Linked DNA regions of Aedes aegypti: region 2 is linked to region 1. The links are chromatin contacts, called in public Hi-C maps. All regions are on one chromosome and are shown on one strand. Each heading gives the region's core, a stretch centred on a gene start, on an enhancer-like site or on the middle of the called end of the contact. The rest is flanking DNA. Distances are from core to core; before and after follow the strand shown. Region 1 holds the start of LOC5572006. Region 2 overlaps LOC5572006.

Region 1 (2,743 bases), core at 93-2,592:
ATCATTGCCCAAAACGTGTTCAGAACGATTTTAGATAACTAAAAATGATATTTAGATCGAAAATAAAAATTTGGGTATTAGAGGGTTAATTTACGAACTCCCAATCTAGCAGACACGAATAACTCGCACCTATCTGTGCATACCATGTTTTGGTACCATTAATTGGGTATTTTCAATAGTACATGTATCAAATATGGTATTTAAAAATATTGTTCAAACAATTCCAAAATACCTCATTGTGGTATTCGAAAATAGTTAAGGACTGCTCGAGGTACTGAACTACTATTGACAAATTTCCCCTCTATATTAAAATTCATAATTATTAGGGTATTTCAATACCTGATCCAATTATCAGTTTGTAGAATATGCATGAAATATTATTTGTGGTATATTACCTTAAATGACCATACCTCAATCAGGTATGAAGCATTGGAAATTATATGGTAAGGAATACAATAGCTTGGTATTTAGGAGCAATTTTGTTCTCCTCTGGTAGGAATCCAAAATTGAAAATGTTCACTAAAAATGTTCGGAATTGAATCACCCTAACATAAGCTCAAATGAAGATCCGAAAGTCAATTAAATCGAGTAAGTTCATGGACTTATCCACGGTCTTCTTTTATTGTCGATTTTCTTTTTCTTTTCCGCTCTAAATGCGGGCCGTGTTTACATAAAATGACATCCGGATCAACATCCGGACAACGAATGTTCACCGGATGAACATGAAGTGGATAAATACACAACGAAATCGTTCATTTTTTGTAAACACGGCCCGCAGTAAAAGGTTTTCTTCCCGGTGGAAGAAGCAGCGTGACGTCATCTTAGATTAGTTCATTAAACTTGTCGCGCAACCTTTCCATCGTACTCGAAGCTGTTCATTCAAAGATTAATTCACCTATGAGTGAAAAAAATCAGACTCGTTCACAATATTTATTTCTCTCCCTAAACACGTGACAACGAATTACTTCAAAGTTTTTGATCCTTTAGGCTTGATCCGATACATTTTTTGAAAATAATGTCACTTTTCCTCGGTCAGATAATCGTAAAATTCAAAACAAACGTTCATTCGTTAGCCGGCTCGAGAACGAACGAGAGAGCCCCAATCGTCCGAATTTAAATTGCGAGAGCACTGAAGCACGTGTTTACAGCATCGTGGATACGCGAGAGAGAACGAGCGCGCGCGCCCGGCTCTCGTGAAGACCTCAATCATTGAATCGCGCGCGCACGCGAATGATGATGATGATGACGATAATGATTCGACGCGCAACGTTGATAGTATCCACGCCACTGATGACGACGCCACCGCCTCCGAGCTTCTTAGTATCTAGAAGGCAACGGGTGCGATTTTTTGCTCAGTCTTGCACCGGACGATCGACGACTCAGTTCAGATCCATCAAAGATCTACTGCGCTTCTGAAGTCTAAGGTTTGATTCTTGATACGGTTAGAATTTCGCGCGGGGACTTGGCGGAAGACGGGTGATGCAGTTGAGACAGTCCCGAGTCTACGACAAGATAATAAGCATTCCATCGAAGAAAGTGATTTGTGAGCGGCGTGCTAATCGTTTCGTGATCTAGAGACAAGGAAGGTTGGAATTAGAACGATTGGTGTGCAGTGAGAGTGTAGGGCTGGCCTAGTTAACAGATAGGCAGAAACAATAGACCATTCTATGGAAAGTGGATCGGTGGGGTAGTAATTAACGTTGCCGAGGGTGATCAAGGCCCAAACGAGAGAGGATTTTTGTGGAGAATCGCGGTCAGTAGAAGCAAATCGACGATCAAGTGGACTTTCGCGCGATCTATTATTAGAGTTCGAGTCGAATTCGGGAAAACAACAACTGATCGACGACGACCACGGCTTGTTTTCCTTTGGCAGACCAGCTGATGTGTGAGCCTGTTTGACCCTCCCCCCATCGTCGGTACATTTAGGGGGGCGCGTGTTGTGGTTGTGGTTGTTCCTATTTGCCGATCTTTTCGTAATTACCCAACAAAAAACAAAAGAAGAAAAGCCGGCGGCTGTAAGCACTCGTGAGAAAAGGCGCAATTTCAGCGATTGCCTCTTTTGCTACAATTCGAACTAAGATCCCAATTCAAATCAACAAACCGGACCGGAAGCAAATATCGGAAGCATTCAAAAAATCCATCATGGAGAACGATCCGCAAGCCTTCAACGCAAAACTGGTGAAAGAGTACGAAGGTGAGTAATTATTCAGAGTTCTTCCGAGTTGCTTGGATTCCCCCCTTGGGATCGATTGAAAGTGAATGTTTCAGTTTTGGTACGGTGGTTGCTCAAGAAATGTAAACAACCATATCCACCGAAAACCAACCGAAAAGATGTTGTGGTGTTTTCTTCAGGGATGATTACGGTGGTTGCATGGGCGTAGTCAAGTTTTCCATCAGCTGGGGAGGTTGGTTACATGTAAAGAAACACTATGAAGGACGTCCACTCATTAGCGTAACTAGGCGGGTGCAGGGTACTGTGAGACACAATTCAGATTAACGCTCCTGTTTTTCTTCTTGGCATAAAATAGCTACTTGGACAGAGCCTGCTTAACAGCTTAGTATTCGTTTAAGTACTTTCACAGTAATTTATTGACAATTCTCTTTACCAATTGACCATTTTTGCATTCGTATATCGTGTGGCTAGCAGAAAGTTTCCTTTACAAAAAGATCCTCGACCAGCCGGATTCGAACCGCCGACCGTCAGCTTGGTCTTACTGAATAGTTGCACGTTTACGGCTATCTG
Region 2 (2,743 bases), core at 75-2,574, 33 kb after region 1:
ATTACGCCATCGTCGATCCGAGCAAGGGAGGCTTGATTGACATTTAGGTTCCTTACGTAAACCGTAGAATCAAACATTGCTATAATCGCATACACGTGACAACAGAAATTTCCTTTTTTCACAATTCATTCGGAAGTTTTCCCGACCCGTGCACAGAGGGAAAGCTTCTGTCCGCAGCGCAGTAATAACAACCTTGCGATGCTTTCCATAAGCAAACATTCCCGTCGGAACAGATGCATTACGAACGTCACAATGTTTTCGCGTTCCCGACGTATTCCAGAGACATAGATACAAAATAGTTTTTCTCCATGCACTATGGGCGATGAGGAGGCCAAAAATCAATAAAAATGACTTGTTCTGATCAGTTTTCTTCGTGCATCATTTTATAGCATTTATAGTTTCTGTTGAAATATTCCAGGAATATCAGGGCAAGATCATTGGTACGTATCCCTTAGTTAGAATTTGCAAGTAAAATATAGAAAAAGACAATATATTAGTTCAATAGAATATACAGCATTACGATATGTTTTATACCGATCTCTATGAACTGTTTGAAAGCTTACTCAAAAGCTGTCTTAGAACAATAAAATGTAACAATTATTGTTTCTTTGGAATAAATGGCCACCAGACTATATGGAAACCGCCCTTAGTGACATATGGTCAGTGCCAATGGTTATCCAACGTTAACAGCCCCAGTGCAGTTCCACACTCCAGCTATATACACACAGTCATCGAACTCATCCGGTGCTTCGGCGCTAGCTGTAGAATAATGACATGTTTCCCGTCGTTCCCGATTTTTCACATGTGTGGCTTAGGTAACATTTGCGCGCGAGCTACCCTTATCGTGATTTGGCAATCTCTGGATCGCATATGGGATATACTGCGCGGGAAAAATAATCGCTCATTTAATGGCATTGTTTGTTTTGTTTGGTTGTTGGATTGTTGCTTCTCGTAATGAGAGATCATAACTCTGATTTATTCATGCCTCGTTAATGGGACGATAAAACGTACAGTAAAAGTATCGGTTTGTTAGGCAGTTCTGGAAAAAAGTTTAACCTTCAAAGTGACCAGGAGATGAGTTGATTATTTTGAATACTTCGATTTATTTGATTAGATATAGTTATGAAACCATATACGTTTTCTTTTTGGGGCGTACGCACAAGTAAACGTACTGACAAATGTCTTCCATGTCTTGCATCGCTAAAACCCTCAGAAGTCAACCACCTTTTGTTGATGAACTGATCCGCACATCATTCGATTCATTGGAACGGAATTCCTCCATACGACAAAATTGCAGTTGGTGAATCAAACTCGTTGGACACGATCGCGTTTCGAGAATCACAACAGCGGTTTAACGAGAGCTAAAAATGGAAGTGTTAATACACTTATCTATTTAGGAAGCGTCCGTTTTTTCGCACATGCCGGCAATAATAACATATTCATCATCATCGATAAAAGCACGCTAAACCGGTCGCCTTTTAAATTTTCCAGAAATCTCACACGACATTTTTAGGGTACATTAACTATTGTTGGACTCAATTGAGTTTAGAAAAACTTGACTTCAAACCGTATATTGTGATCCAATTAGAAAGCCCTCAGAATGCAGAACTTTCGTGGACCAAGATGTAGAATTGTCAAAATTCAAAATTTGTGATTCATTGGATTTTTTTAACATGCCGTTAAAACGTAACACAAAATTGGTATCAGATTGTTAACGACAAGGGTGAGCATACAAGTGGGTTCACTATTGACAAGTTTCCCTTATATGCGACAGTTGGTTAACTGCAGAGCAAGGCACGCACGTTTGTGTGACCGGTCGACAAAGTATTCGATCGCTTCAGAGCAATCGAGAGCACGCGACTTCTACGATGTGCTAAATGCCATAGACGGCCGGCGACTAGCGAAGACTGGCGCTTGTCTACTAGGCCTAATTAATAACTTTCGTTCTCGATCACTTGCCGTCGTCGTTCGTCCATGTAAGTCAAATGATCTCCTTTGCTGATTAGCTATTTGTAGAATTATATTCTCATCGCACTTGAGGCAGATGTAATTGACGGAATCCGTTACATGGACTTATTTCTATCTAGCAGTGCTTTGCACGCTGGACGGCTGTAGAAAAGCGGTGTTTGTTCTTCTAGAATTCACTACAAACGGTACTATCATCGCATGGTTAGAAATCAAGTTCACTTCAAATAAGGCACGCTCTAATTAACACGTTGACAGTTTAGAGAGGTCTGGAGATGACATTCATGGCGACTTGACCTTAAACATGATGCAAATAAATATTTTGCTTTGCGTAGGAGCCTTCCTTAGTCTAGTGGTTAGAGTTCGCAGCAACAAAGCAAAGCCATGCTGAAGGTGTCTGGGTTCGATTCCCGGTCGTTCCAGGATCTATTCGTAATGGAAATTTCCTTAACAGCCAGGGCATAAAGCATCATCGTTCCTGCCACACGATATACGAATGCGAAAATGGCAAGTTTGGCAAAGAAAGCTCTCAGTCAATAACTGTGTAAGTGCTCATTGAACACTAAGCTGAGAAGCAGGCTCTATGCCAGTGGGGACGTAAAACCAAGAAGAAGAAGAAGAAGAAGAGAATATGTACTGCCAGGGCAAAACGCGCACGTTGCCTAATACTCTGGAATAAACAAGTTTTTGAGTGAATAACGCTATGCAGATTGATGAAATGTTGCAAATAGTGTGCATCCTGAGAATTTGCTACATTTTGAATAACCAAACAGGGAGA

What was found. A called contact is a pair of places that touch in the nucleus more often than the background predicts.
Region 2: a Hi-C map of whole pupa shows a contact between it and region 1, with 1.7 times the contacts expected there. The contact joins the enhancer-like site here to the promoter of LOC5572006 in region 1. A contact is called at or near these places in 2 of 2 Hi-C or Micro-C datasets (whole body and whole pupa).

What each region holds. Positions count from the first base shown.
Region 1 is chr1:97,623,474-97,626,216 of AaegL5.0, forward strand. LOC5572006 reads left to right here and starts at 1,343. Exons shown (of 3, transcript XM_001660062.2): 1 at 1,343-2,194. The coding sequence starts at 2,143.
Region 2 is chr1:97,656,722-97,659,464 of AaegL5.0, forward strand. The region is part of intron 1 of LOC5572006; the gene reads left to right. Among protein-coding and RNA genes, the nearest start is that of LOC5572006, 33 kb to the left of the region's middle. Within about 2 kb of position 1,325, at least 2 of the 3 cell types and tissues checked have open chromatin away from gene starts, as enhancers often do.